Linked DNA regions of Mus musculus: regions 2 and 3 are each linked to region 1. Evidence: chromatin contacts called from public Hi-C data. All regions are on one chromosome and are shown on one strand. Each heading gives the region's core, a stretch centred on a gene start, on an enhancer-like site or on the middle of the called end of the contact. The rest is flanking DNA. Distances are from core to core; before and after follow the strand shown.

Evidence for each region. Hi-C and Micro-C count contacts between places; a contact is called where the count stands out from the background.
Region 2: a contact with region 1 is called in a Hi-C map of bone marrow-derived macrophages, with 24 read pairs. The contact joins two enhancer-like sites. A contact is called at or near these places in 11 of 39 promoter capture datasets (the C10 cell line, the HPC-7 cell line, cranial neural crest and 7 more), 1 of 15 datasets of contacts at CTCF or cohesin (pro-B cells), 3 of 484 Hi-C or Micro-C datasets (bone marrow-derived macrophages and embryonic stem cells), 33 of 115 datasets of contacts at active chromatin or transcription factors (the 230-238 cell line, DN3 thymocytes, the SCID.adh cell line and 22 more) and 4 of 9 other capture datasets (adipose tissue, liver, macrophages and 1 more).
Region 3: a contact with region 1 is called in a Hi-C map of bone marrow-derived macrophages, with 23 read pairs. The contact joins two enhancer-like sites. A contact is called at or near these places in 2 of 484 Hi-C or Micro-C datasets (bone marrow-derived macrophages and liver) and 10 of 115 datasets of contacts at active chromatin or transcription factors (bone marrow-derived macrophages, craniofacial prominence, embryonic basal ganglia and 6 more).

What each region holds. Positions count from the first base shown.
Region 1 is chr15:59,289,354-59,294,149 of GRCm38.p6, reverse strand. Gm36617 (a long non-coding RNA gene) reads right to left here. Exons shown (of 4, transcript XR_875370.3): 4 at 2,199-2,569. Among named protein-coding and RNA genes, the nearest start is that of Sqle, 23 kb to the left of the region's middle. Within about 2 kb of position 2,484, at least 16 of the 459 cell types and tissues checked have an H3K27ac peak or open chromatin away from gene starts, as enhancers often do. A contact at or near this core is called in bone marrow-derived macrophages, where this site is marked.
Region 2 is chr15:58,924,908-58,929,703 of GRCm38.p6, reverse strand. Tatdn1 (TatD DNase domain containing 1) reads left to right here. Exons shown (of 12, transcript NM_001368428.1): 2 at 955-1,020; 3 at 3,219-3,268. Gm36559 (a long non-coding RNA gene) reads left to right here. Exons shown (of 2, transcript XR_875364.2): 2 at 1-32. Among named protein-coding and RNA genes, the nearest start is that of Gm36559, 6.0 kb to the left of the region's middle. Within about 2 kb of position 1,888, at least 117 of the 459 cell types and tissues checked have an H3K27ac peak or open chromatin away from gene starts, as enhancers often do. A contact at or near this core is called in bone marrow-derived macrophages, where this site is marked.
Region 3 is chr15:59,016,635-59,021,430 of GRCm38.p6, reverse strand. The region is part of intron 3 of Mtss1 (MTSS I-BAR domain containing 1); the gene reads left to right. Among named protein-coding and RNA genes, the nearest start is that of Gm41330, 25 kb to the right of the region's middle. Within about 2 kb of position 2,285, at least 56 of the 459 cell types and tissues checked have an H3K27ac peak or open chromatin away from gene starts, as enhancers often do. A contact at or near this core is called in bone marrow-derived macrophages, where this site is marked.

The DNA of each region.
Region 1 (4,796 bases), core at 1,235-3,734:
TGCTGAGTGAGTCTAAAGTCCAATTAGAGAGCTGTTACATTGTTACTTTGTACATTTTAAAACAGTTTTTTGAGATTATACCAAGGTCATGTAGGCCACTACTGTACTCCTATGGTAATCTTGCCACACTGGTTGTTGTGGTTCATAGGTGTCTTAGTTAAGGTTTTACTGCTGAGAACAAACACCATGACCAATGCAACTCCTTTTTTTTTTTTAAAGATTTATTTATTTATAATATGTAAGTACACTGAAGCTGTCTTCAGACACCCCAGAAGAAGGAATCAGATCTCGTTACAGATGGTTGTGAGCCACCATGTGGTTGCTGGGATTTGAACTCAGGAGCTCTGGAAGAGCAGTCGGTGCTCTTAACCACTGAGCCATCTCACTAGCCCCCAATGCAACTCTTGTAAGGATAACATTTAATTGGGGCTGGCTTACAGGTTCAGAGGTTCAGTCCACTATCATCAAGGCAGAAACATGGCAGCATCCGGACAGGCATGGTGCAGTAGGAGCTGAGAGTTCTACATCTTCACCTGACAGCTGCTAGCAGAATACTGGTTTCCAGGCAGCTAGGATGAGGGTCTTAAAGCCCATGCCCACAGTGACACACCTATTCCAACAGGGTCACACCTTCTAATGGTGAAAGTCCCTGGGCAGAGCATATACAAACCATCACATTCCACTCCCTGGCTTGTTCAAACATGAGTCTTTGGGGCTCATACCTAAACATAGCATAATAAAAATACATTGATTCTAACTTACAAAGCCCCTATAGTCTATAGCAGTCTCAACTGTTAAAAGCCCAAAGTTCAAGGTCCTGTCTGAGATTCATCCAATCACTTAATCCCCAAAGCAAAAGATAGGAAACCAGCTGGGCAACTCCAAACTCTGCATCTCCACGTCTGATGTCAAAGCGGTCTTCAGATCTCCAACTCTTTTTTTCCATTTTTGTTGACTGCAACCAACTTCTTTCTCCCAGGCTGGTTCCACTCCGTTAGCAGCTTTCCTCAGCAGATAGCCCACGACTCTGGCATCTTCAATGTAACTTCAATGTTACAGCTTCTTGTTTCAGTGTTTGGGATCCACACATGATCTTCTGAGCTCCTCCAAAGGGCTTGCTTCACTTCTCCAGCTCTGCCCTCTGTAGCACTCTAAGCTCAGGTTGATCCACTCCACTACTGCTGCTGTTCTTAGTGATCATCCCATTATACTGGCATCTCCACTATGCTAGGGTCTTCTGCTGCAACTGGGCTTCACCAATAGCCTCTCATAGGCTTGCTTCATAATGCCAAACCTCAAATCCTTTGCATGACACCTTCAATCCTACACTGGGGCATCGAGCCTCCATACGACCAAGAGCCTCCTCTCCCATTGATGCCAGATAAGGCAGGTCTGCCATCCAAATATTCAGGAGGTAGAGGCAGGAGGATTATGAGTTTGAAGTCATCAAGGTCACCAAGATACTGTCTTAGAGAGGAAGAAAGGAAGAAAGAAAGAAAGAAAGAAAGAAAGAAAGAAAGAAAGAAAGAAAGAGGAAGGAAGGAAGGAAGGAAATATATATTGAGTCAGAGCTTTCTAAAGGGACTAAAGCACTACAAATAAAAAAATTGTTTTCTAGCATAGGAAAAATAGCCAGAGTATGAATAAGGTTAAAGAGCAAACCACTAGCTGGCTTAGAAACAAAACACAGACAAGGGGTTTAAACTAGTGTCTGGAATACAACTAGGAGAACAATTTAATAAAAAAGCACGAACAGAGAATTATTCTCTATTCTCTATTGTTCTGCAAATAATGCTGAAACTCTGGGACAATTTCTATCCTCAGATAAACAGAGATTTGAAAAGCACAACCACATGCAGTTTTGGCCAGACCTTGGGCGGGGCGGGGGGGGGGGGCCCACAGTGCGGGAAGGAACAAAACACATTTTCTTACCAAAATCCCAACTTTTTTCCCCCTTTGCTATAGCAATTCAGCTTCTACAGAAAACTCTTCAGACATTCATGTGAAAAAGTTCTGTCCCCAGGTGGAAAGTTCTTGAAACAAATCACTAAGTGGGCAAAGTGGACTATGGCAAATTTGATGTATTGCTAGTATTCTGTTATGGGAGAATTGAGACAGATTCCGAATCTATATTCCTTATTTGTTGCATGTGGAATAAATACCAGCATTTACATGTTGGGTATAAGATATGGCAGATATAGATGGTGGCAAGCCATGATCAGTATTTATTCCTTGCTCAAAACCACGTCAACAGTAGTTTCAATCAAAGGTCCCTGAGTTTTAGAGGACCTCACATGGCTACCCCATTTACTGGATCCGAGTATTCACATGACCAGTGAGATTTTCAGGATGATTTAACTGCTTGGCTGTGGGAAGTCCATGGAGCAGAGTCTAATCTTGAGCTTCTCTCCTGTTTGCTTGGAGAGCCGCTTTGCTTAGTGATCTTAGCTGCAAAGGATTCTACACTGTGTCAGCAGGTGGCTCCAGAGGCAGCTGTTTGTAAGATGGCAACAAAATGAAAGCAGTGTTGCAGAGCAAGCTGACTGCTTAATCTCATGGTCTACAAACACTAGAAAAAAACAAAAGCAATATTGTGTAAATGCTATGTAACTCAGACAAACCTGGAAGTAATAGAGGATTATGGCCACAGATACTCTCTAATGTGAGTCACATTATATAACTACAATTATGTAATTATGTGAAGTGTGTATTATATGTATTGGGAGAGAAAAAACGTGTGCAAGAATGAGAGGGGCGAAAGGAGAGAAGGAGGGAGGGAGGGGAGAGAGAGGTTTAGAGGGCAGAGGAGAAGGTTAAATTTTCTAATAAATTTATTAGTCTCAAATGTTCTCAACCTAGCACCCATCCACTACATGCCAATCTCCTGCCAGATGTCAAAAGACCAAGACTGGACAGTCCTGATGATGTGCAGGAAAATTCTAACTCTTGGTACCATACAGGTCTCTACACAAAGTCAGGTCTTTATACACAGACCTGGGAGAGGTGGGCACTGAGAGTGTCCTTTCCCCTTATAATCAACCACTCACAAAATTGACCTCACCTCCTAGGAGTCCATTTGCCTTGGTCAGCCCCAACCTCATGTCACACCCAGGTTAACCTCACTTCACACCCAGGTTATGGTGGAGGATGTGGGAGGAGCAAGACTATTTTTTCGGGATAGCATTTGAAACATAAATGAAGTAAATACCTAATAAAAAAATTGGAAAGAAAAAAAAATAAAGGCATGCACCACTAACCTGGCCCCCTCCTGTGGCGTTTTGTCACAGTAGCACTAGAAAACTAAGAAAGGAACAGAAATAGGAATACCCCTCAGAAGTGCAATATAGTTGCTTTTGCATGTTTCAGAAATGACCAGCACCAATGGTGCCTAGAGTCTGGCCAGGGTTCCTCACTGTGCAATCTGGACGAGTCTTAAGAAAAGGATACCCACCCTATTCCAACAGTCTTTATGAGACATAGTCCAGGCTTATCAACAGCAAGGCTCTGAGGCCCATTCAAGTTTCCATGTGTTTATAAAGTTCGCATTTGGCCTCACTTCACCTGAGATATACCATGCCTAACTTATCACAGAGAGGTGACCACAAAGGGACAGATTTGGGTGATATTTAGTTTCTGCTGTTCAAAAGTCAGATTTGGCTACAAGATACTAATGGCATCCTTGGAAAACATATTGCCTGAAGTCCTCCGGCATGTTGAGGGCTTGGAGCTCAGTCAAAGGGTTCTTCCTAGGGGAGATAGTGCAGGAAGTGGGTCTGGGGTGGACAAGGCTTTGGCTGAAGGTGAAGAACTTTACATTTTTAAACATAACTCTGAGAGGGAGGAACCGTTGGCTCCATTTTCCTTTCATTACTATCTTGCCTAAAAATTACACTCCAGCCACCTACTATCTGACATTGCATCTTAGATTAGTTGTGTGTGTGTGTCTGTCTGTCTGTCTGAGTACATGTGTGCTATGCATATGTGTGAGGATATACTTGCTGTGAATATGAACCTGTGTGAAGATCACAAGTCAGTATCTAGAGCCCAGCGTGTTTTCCTGGGTCACTCATTCTCTCTGTTGGATTGGCAAGATGAGCTGGCTGTTTGCCTCCAATCACTTTACTGGCTGGTCTTGTAATACCAACTTGACACAAGTTGGAATTATCACAGAGAAAGGAGCCTCCCTTGAGTGTGTGGGGCAATGGGCTATGCACAGACAGCTTGGTCTCCAGTCGAGTTGGGAGGTGGAACCCCGGTAGAACATGATGGATGGTAATTCCCACCTACATGGGACAGTAGGTGTTCCCTCATGTCTCCTGGACCCTGGCTCCTGTCAAAGTTACTGTCCCCACAGCCCCCACAGGAGAGGCTCATGGCTTTCAGTCATGTACACAACGTCCCAAGCTTCTGACCTTCAGTCTAGACTCCTCCCAGTTACCTAGCAACAGCAAGATAACAGCCCACTATAAGAGGGGCTATTTAGCCCCTCCTCACTCTCTTCCTCTCTCTTTTGTACTCTCTAGCCTTTCTTCTCTCTCTCTCCTTTTCCCCCTTCTCTCCTCTTGGCCATGGCCGGTCTCTCCCTCTTTCTACCTTCTCTCTTTCCCCCTGCCTTTCTACAATAAAGCTCTAAAACCATAGACTGTCTCTGCTCATCAAGGCCCGCTGTGCTTGGACGATGGGATAGGCTTTCTCCTAACGAGTCGTGCCTAATCTCCTGTCAGAAGGCCTTCCTGTGCTCCAGCCATGGACCAGACTAAGGACTCTAACCTGCGTGGAAACCTCTCTCCCTCTGC
Region 2 (4,796 bases), core at 639-3,138, 360 kb after region 1:
AAACCCTTTCCTGTGCTTCTCCTTAGCAACTACAAAACCTCCAATTTCCTGATGAATTATTCTATTTCATACCCTGGAGGCTTGCTGACTTAGTTACTTTTCTGTTGCTGGGAACAGGCGCCATGACCAAGGCAACTTACAAAAGAAAACAGTTTCAGGGCTCACAGTTCCAAAGAGTAAACCCATGACCATCATGGTGGGAATCGTGGCAGCAGGCTGCTAGATATGGAGGAGTTGGGGGCATCACCCCATGGCAGACAAGTTCTCCCACACTCCTGCCCTTGGGATTGGCTCATACACACACCCCCAGCACCAGTGCTGGCTCCACTGCGCTGCCTCTTCCAAGTAAAGGGTGGTGGCATGGTCTTTTGAAACCTCAAAACCCACTCCATGACATACCTCTCCTACAAAGCCACACCTCCTAATCCCCCAAAACAATTCCACCACCTGACCCTATAGGGGCCATTCTCATTCAGATCACCACATTGGGTGACTAATCCTGCAACATTCAGTTCTGAATTATTTATTCCTGGGACCCCCTTCTGAGTCAGCTACCAAACTCTGGTAGAACTTTCTGTGTCTCATAATAACAGTAGTTTTATGTTTTCAATATTTTGAGGAATTTATTGACAACTTCATATGTGTATATGATACATTTTAATTTGGTTCCCCAATGAGCTTTCCTATCCCCCTCATTGTCTCCACAATTGCCTATGCATGGGTCTGCCCCATTCCCTTCTGAGTGTTTAAAGACTCACTTCTGCCATGAGTCTTTAGGAGCAGAAATCACATCTTAGTCCTCCCGTGTCCCACAGGTCTATCATGGAGCTGCCAAGAATCAGCCAGCCAATTAATACTGCTAGATTATAGACTATGTGAATGAAAAGCTTGTTTAGAGATATTTTGAGTAAATTTTATTTTAATGATTACCTGTTTCGCTTTTGGTTTCCACAGATATTGGCATCAACCTGACAGATCCTATGTTCAGAGGAATTTATAGGGGGGTGCAGAAGCATCAAGGTGAATGTCTCTTTTACTAAGGCGACGTCTGTGAAGACAACCTCTGCTACAAGATCTTGGAAAGCACAATCCACTCTTAAAGTGAAATCTTAAAGGACTCTGGGCAGCTGAGGGTGAATCTAAAACCCAGCATTCAGAAGGTAGAGGAAGGAGAATAGCAAGTTAGAGGCCAGCCTGGGCTACATAGTGAGAACTTATTTTTAAAAACAAACAAAGCAAAACCCTCATCATCATATGCCAGACAGAACAATCAACTCAGTCAGTCAAGCCCTGTCGGCAAACCATCGTTTTGAACAACAGGCCTGGAACCCAGCGATCACTTCCTATGACCATCAGCTTATCAAGTTCTTAAACTTGATGGCTCAGTGGTTAAGAGGACCTACTGCTCTTACAAAGGTCCTGAGTTTAGTTCCCTGAACCTGCTGACAGTGAGCAGCTCACAGCTGCCTATAACCCCAACTCCAAAGCCTCTGATGCCCTTTTCTGGCTTCTGACAGCATGTGCGTTCATGTTCATATAGCAACGTGTCACACACACACACACGAGATAGAGAGAGAGAGTGAATTAAAAAGTAAAAATAAATCTTTTAGAAAGGAAGAAAATGTTTTCAGCCAAGGACAAAGTGTGGTGTGCTGTTGTCTTCCTGTCTTCCCTACTCTTTCCATCACTATCTACTTAGAGGCCCAGTGTATAGGTGGGACTGGACATTGTACTTCACCAGAAGCAAGTGGTTTGTATTATCATATAAGTTCACTTTCCTCTCCAGTCCTAAGAATCAGCCCAGGAACTGATGTGAGCATAGACAAGTGCTGCCCACTGGGCTGTTGCCTTAGCTGAGAGAGGTGACTAAGCAGGAAATGGTGGTGACGCTGAATTTTAAAGGCAGGATGTCTGCAATAGATGTGTCTGTGCACACTGCCTGGGAACAGTGCCTATGTTCTATGACATGCAAATAGGGAGGGTGAAAGAGTTCCACACCGCAGAGAGCTGAGTCAGCACCTGACCATGCCAGGCTTCTCTAGCTGGCTTTCCTGAACACAGGAGACAAGAAAAACACATGTTTTCACAGGGCTCACTGTAAAACTTACTCTTAGGGATTTTAGGCATTTGAATGCTAGTTTTATGTGTTACTTATACAATAAAGTTAACCGTTGAGTAAGTTGCCTTCTGCTTTCCTTGCCTTTTTAGGGCTTAGATTTCATGCTGTGCTGTGGCATGTATGTATGCATGTGTGTTTATATATATGTTAGGACATAAGTTATGCAGTAGTCAGTTATCACCACTACTGCAGTTTCTAATCTGGCATACTTGCTATGCTCAGTATAAGTTAACTAAGGTGAGTTTTGTCTTTTGAATTCGTTATTTTTATATATTATTTTTATTATATATATGTAAATAGAATTTGAATTTATTTCCATTTACTCTGAAACTGAAGTGTAACATTCATAATGGAGTTTTTATATTTTATTTTGTTGCCCATTATGTTTCTGGCCCTAACAGTGGGTTGGGAGATGGCTCAGTGTAAAGGACTTGCTGTTCAAAGCATGAAGTTCTGAGTGTGGATCCCCAGCACACATTAAAGCTAAGAGCAGCAGCATGAGTCTAACCCCAGTGGATGGCAAGGAAACTGGAGGCTCCCGGGGGCTGGCTGCCAGCCAGTCATCTGACGCAGTGGGCTCCAGGTTCAGTGAGAGCATCAGTTATATAAAGCCACAGTGATAGAAGAACCCCTCCCCCCCCCCCACACACACGGGCACACAGACATACACGGACGGGCACACATGGTCACATACACACACGCACGGACGGATGGACAGATATGGACACACACAGATAGGCACTTACAATTTCATATACAAATACAAGTTTGGATATAAAGCACATCAATTGTAATCATTGAGTTCATCTTTAATTTGGACCTCCTGACTTCTGTCATTTTCTCCTTTTTTGTTCAACAAAGTAAAAGTACAATTAAATTAATTATTAACTATTCAGCTTCTTGCTTTATATTTTTTTAAGGTTTTACAAATCTAGTTTCACTATTTTACAAGTAACTAGCACTGATTAGGCTGTGTTTTAGTACATGATCATTTTTGTGCATTTTTACTTTAAGGAGAGGTAAAAATTATACATGCATAATTATAGATAATATCTCTATATTTACTAGCTTTTCTTAATATGTGACTTTTCTTACACAGATGACTTACAAGATGTAATAGAGAGAGCTATCCAGATTGGTGTTAAAAAGGTAACATCTGAACTTTGTTATTGTTGAATTTCTTTGTTTTTAAAATAAGTGTTAGTTAAAATGCCACACAGTAACAGCGACAGCCACCGGCACACGCTCACTTCTGTCCTGTGTGTAATAGAAATGCATGTTCTGTCACAGATAGGTAGGTTGCACAGTCCTCAGGGATGTCATCAGAAATGTGACAAAGTGTGACAGAAAAAATAAAACTACAACACGTGCTACTCTTAAAGACAGCCTTCCATAAATGTTATAATCTCACTTGGCATGTGTTGGAAATAGTTATCAAACACATGCATGCATTACCAGAGTTAGCTGTGGGTATACCATCAGATAACTAAGAAAACTCCTTAGTTTTAACAGTAATAAAAGGCTTACAAGTTTTTAGAGTTCTAATAAGAAATTGAACATTAACTAGCTTAAGCCAAATTCTTCAAGTAAGTATTTTTTAAAATTGGTTGTAAAAATGGTAGGTAAGCCCACACATCTGAGAAATAAAGTTATATTCTATAGCATATTATCAATTCACTTTGTAGCTATTGCTTCTAAGTTAAACACACTCAGTTCTAAAATGTGATGCTAGTTAAATAAACACTGCGGTCTCTAACCCTATATATTGATTATTCAAAAGTAGTGAGAAAGGATCAAAGTTGCATGAACTTTTAGTCATATGTTCACTCCCTCATGATGAGTCACTTGATCTCATGTTTCTTCTGCAGACACTGAAGGATCAGGCTCCGACCTTCCCCATGTCAGCAGGAGTACTTTCCTCAGTTATAATTGAGTGCACACACACACACACACACATTCTCACACGTAAAGGATAGACAGAATTAATAGGACAGAGGCAGAGTTCACTTGGACTTACTGAGCTCATTACCAGCAGTTATGGTGTATAATTAGAAGTATGATTTTGGCATCATAAACTTGGCTTCTAGCCCCAGCTTCCTCCTTCATAGCTTTGAAACCTGGGGTATTCCAGATCTTGGCTTCTCATCCATAAACTGGATATTTTAGAAGTGTGTGGGAACATCATGGTTCCCATAAAGAAAAAGCTGCTATGGGTAAGCCTTCGTGATGTATGTGATGGCATCCCCACTGCCAGGTCAGGAGACACATGCCGGGAGGGAAGCCCATGAAGGCCTAGCCTTGCCTGCCTTTCTCAGGTTATCTGGACAGGGAGAGAGAATGTAAGTGGATTTGCTTAGAAACTGTTCTACAGCATTGAAGTTCTTATGCGGGTAGCTGGTGTAGTTTTTGAGACTTAGGTAAGGTTAGTAAAGAATAGTTTTCCTGATATCTTAAATTTTTCTTAAATCTTATATTTTATGGGCATTTGAAATTTTAGTTGTGACTGTATATTCCCTGTGTAGACACTCAGTGGCTGGTCACTCTCAGTAGCTGGTCATACTATGTTGCTGTATGACAGTATCTGTTCCTCACACACAATTCCACCTTTGTTTTGTGTGCATTCTCTTTGGTGTGTACCTACAATGAACTATCTTTACTTTAGCTTAGAAATACTTAG
Region 3 (4,796 bases), core at 1,036-3,535, 270 kb after region 1:
TCTTCTAAAGAGACATTTGTGCAGGTTTTGGGCACACTGGGAGTGCAGGCTGTCTATTTTTGTGTCAGAGGCAGCATCTCCCTGAGGCAGGGAGGGTGGAGGTGGAGGTGGAGGTGTCCCGGGTTCTGACATCTTCATGTCATTGTGTAGCTGCGGGGCAGCAGCTAGCCTTCTTAAATGAAATAGATTCGGGATGGCTCATGGTTACACGTCTTGGTCACACAGACCATTAGAAGTCGCCTGAGCTGTTGACCTGCATTTTCCTTATTGGCATGCATGGTTCAATTTAGGAAAGCTGATGTGGGAGGGAGCATGGATGCTGGGGAATAAAGAGCAGACCTGTCCCATCGTCTGTCTGTCTGTCTGTCTGTCTGTGTCCTAGTCTCCATACCCGGTATTTAAATACACAACAGCTTTAATATGCTGTGGGGCAGAGGTTCTGAAGTATGAGAGTGCCTGTTCAAATAGAGTAGGTACATCTTAGACATGTATACAGGGTTGACCTCACCCCTTTCCCAAATTCACCATGGCTTGCAAACTTAGGCCCCTGGAACACTAGAACATCCTGAAGAAGCTATACATGGCTGCATCACCCTACCCATCCCTTGACTTTCCCACTCCAGAGAGGACTGTAGACAGGCCCAGGAGGGAGCCTTCTCCTTTCTGCCTATTAATGGGAGAAGAAATGTAATAGACGAAAACGAAGGTGTCTGCCCTTTTCACATAATGAGTAAAAGCCTGACCCACTCATTCAGCTAACATTTCTTGAGCACCTACTGTATGCTGGCACAGGCATAGAGATGAGCACCTACTGTATGCTGACACAGGCATAGAGATGAGCAGGGCTTCCACTTACAGATTGCGAAGTAAGAGTGGGGTTAGAGGCCAGCAGCTGCGTGCAGCAAAGCACACCAAGTTCAGATACATGTTAAGTAGAGAGTGACCAGCTCCCCGCTGCATAGGGTCTGAGGGTCTTGGCATGCAGGGAAGCCCTTTATTAGTCACTGCTGAGTCTACTTCTCTCAAAGGGTTATGGTTAGGGACTATTTGGGCCAGGAATGTCGCCTAGCTGTCTCTCACTGAGGCCTGGGTGTGGGTGGGGATGGGGTCTATGGTTCTGTTAGCAGTGCCTACCCTGGCTTTGTGTGGACCCACTCCTTCACGGTCTAGTCTGTCCAGTTCCTAGGCATGGTTTCCTTCCATGTTAGCCTGAGCCAGTGGGAGCTTCTGTTTCTAAGAGCGAGTGGGAGACGTGGATCGACAAGCTTGCCTTTTGTCTGGATCAGTGATTCTCAACCTGTGGGTCATGGTCCCTTTGGAGTCATGGATGAAACGTCCTGAATATCAGAAATTGACATTACATACAGCTCCTAACAGTAGCAAAATGGCAGTTATGCAGTAGTAATGGAAATAGTTTTATGGTTGGGGCCACCACAGCATACAGCATGGGGAACTGTAGTGAAGGGTCTCAGAATTCAGAAGGTTAAAAACCACTCATATGGATGCTGGGGCTGTTGGGTGAGCTGGCAGGGACTGCTTGCAAGAATCCATCTGTTTACAGGAAGAAAAAGTCCTGGAAGGAAATGAACGTAATTTCTGTGGTGTTTCTGGAGAGCGGGTTTCATGACCGTTGGTTTCTCGGGCTTCTCATTTTTCCAAATGACCCTTGTATTTTAGAAAGAGATAATTTTTCATTGTCATTTTTGAGACCTAAATAGGTTGGTAAGTTTCCCTTATTGAACTTAAAGGATGAGAATTCTCAGAGGTTAACTCCCTCTTGGCCAGGCCCTTCCTGAAGCCCCCTAGCATCTCGCTGCCAGCGGGGGATGGGCTGTACTGCTTACTGGATATTTTCTCTCTGTCTCTGTAGATTGAAAACAACCTCATGTCTGGAGGACCGAGAGTGATCCAAATATGAGGTGTATGTGTACATGTACGCGTTCATCTTGTGTGTCTCTGTCTGTGTATATACTGTGACTTCAGTCAGTGCCTCTTCCCCAATGCTGTTGCTTCAGAGGGGAGACAGCAGCAGGAAGCCCCTAAATGTGAAGGAGAACTCAGCCCTTCACGGGAAGCACCCAGCAGAAAGGAGGGATGGGAAAGTGGGCGGGAGATCTCTGCCGAGTGAGTACAGAGGCATCCCACGTTCAGAATTTAGAGCACCCATCTCGTGGGCTTTTTTTGTACAAGCTTCACAGAGTTATTGTGGCTGTGTGGATTCCTTCAGTAAGCCAGAGACTCACATTTAGCACAGGATGGGAGGCGAGTGGGAGGAAGAGTTTAACTACAACCCAACAACTTCCTTTTCGGTTGGAGTCGTGGGTGAGTGATCTGTGCTATTGTGGGGGAAGGCTTGGCTGATGCACCGCTTTGATTTTGTTTTTACTCGGTCCGAGGGTGTGTGTGTCTGTGTGTCTGTGTGTCTGTGTGTCTGTGTGTGTACATACACGTGTTTATCTACATACATACCGTTTTCAGTACCCAAAGAAATAGACAATATACCCCGTGTCAGTGATTCCCTGTCCCTTCTCTCTGGGGTTAAAATGCTGCCTTTTCTGGGCTCCTGTCTCTGTGGCCCAGCTGATGCCAAGTCAGTCAGATGATTGTGTGTGCTGAAATCTAACTCTAGGCTGCACAGAGTGCCGTCCCCCACAGCTGAGGTCAGGGCCCGAGAAGGCCTTCTGTGCATGTGTGTATTGCCTTGAAGCCCAAAGGCGTTTTGGGGACAGCTGTAGGACACCCTCCAGCTGCCATGATTTGGGGGTGGTGCCTTGCAGTGTGTGCAGACAGAGTCTGACAGAGACCACCCTGATACTACTCAGGCTGTTTGGATTCCATGGATAGGGAATCATGAGGTCACTTTAAGGCAGAGGACAGGAAGAGGAGGGATTTTGCTTACATGCAGGTCTTTATTCCCGAGTAGGTGTTCTGTGTGGCCTCTTTATTTCATGATGTTCAGGACAGCTCTCCTGGCCTGGAGTTGACTTTGTTGCTTGTCATACTGCTAGCCATTCCTTGTGGTGATGTCTTACGTCACCCAGATTGGGCTAGAACAGCCTAGGTAGAGAAAGTGAATCCAGGATGAAGGGGAGGCTGCAGATAGTAGACCTAGCCTAGAGTCTTCCCCCCAAGACTGCTGTGGCATTCAACCGGTGGGGCTGATGGAGTTGACATAGACAATCCGAGTGCCTATGTCAGCCCGATTGTAGCTACGTGTCCTTAATCACTTTTAGAAACGAGCCAAGTGACTCCCTGTGACTTTGGGTAGCGTTTCTGCAATAAGCCTGTTGCAATCCAATTACTTCATTTTATTTAAAGAGCAACCCACCAATGCTGTGGAGCAAGGCACGTACACATGCGCGCACACACCATTCACAAGGTACAAACCACGTAAATCGGGAGAAATGGATGAGGAACTCTTCATTGCTCCTGCAAAGACTCTGAACTGTCCATGGAGCCTGAGCGCTGTGTTATTGGCATAATTTGTACGATTTAGCTAATACTATTATTTTACCTATTATTGATGTTGGAAAGAGTTGCTGTAAATGGGCAGGAAGGCAATATGGGGGATTGCTCATTGGGGTTCCCCTGTGGAGGTTATTACTATCATGCTTATTAACAGAGTTCAAAGTTCCAGGGGCTTGTTTACAGTCCTTTGAAATAATGCGGAGATGCTATGTTGGTTTAAGCAGCAGTAATAAAATAGACCATTTCGCAAATTTCTAGAAGCTGCAAGTCCAAGAAGAAGCTACCAGGAGGTAGCTGGCAAGAGCCTACTTCCTGATTTGCAGATGTAGGCTTTGATGGGTCCTCACGTGGGGGAGAGAGAGATCATCTTTCTCTTGCCTTTCCTTATACAGACTCTAACCTCATGCAGAGCTCAAGGACCATACCATTGGAAGTTAGAATTTCACTTGTGACTTTAAAAGAGACACAGACACATCCAGGCCACAGCCGCCGGAGAGGGACCTCCTCTCATAAAGCTTGTTGTCATTTAATAACTGGAAATGGGTCACCTGCTGGGTGAGAGCTGAGCTGCCTTCGTCCTCATTCGAGAATCTTCTTGGTGCAGCGGATGATGGTTGATGATAATACAGACTCAGAACTGGTCACAGTGTAGAGAGAAAGTGTCTGTGGAGTTCCCAGGCTACAGGACTTCTACATTGCACACACTCCTTCTGCCTAGGGCTCAGGGAACAACATCATGGAAGAAGGGGCGGAAAGATGGTAACAGCCAGAAGCTGGGGCCACTGGCACAAGTAGTGTCTTCTGATGGGTGTGTGTGGGAGCTGTGACAAGACTGTTACCTGCACAAGAGCAAGCCAGTCAACCTTCCAGCACTGATGGGGGGGTGGGGTGGGGGACTCACAAGCCACTACCCTAGCTACTGACAGTTGATGGTGACCATTTTCTCTAGGGGTGTGGTCTCTGATAGCTTGGCCACAGGACTGTGAATGGTCCTACCACCCATGAGCCGCTGGCAGCAGTGATTGAGCTCTGATGATTTAACTCTGGGCTTAGGGGAGCTGGGAAGGGATTGGGGAAGGGGGTTGAGGGCGATGGTGAATGTGGTTAAGATACGTTGCTTGTTTGTATGACATGCTCAAAGAATAAGTCACATTTTTTGAAAAGGGAAAAGGAACCAGGCAGTGGAAGTGCCCGCCTTGCATCCCAGCACTTGGGGAAGAGAGGCTGGAGGATCTCTGAGTCTGAGGCCAGCCTAGGTTGTACGACAGCCAAGGCTACACAGAGAGACCCTGTCTTGAAAAACAAAAACAACAACAGAAGGGGAAGAG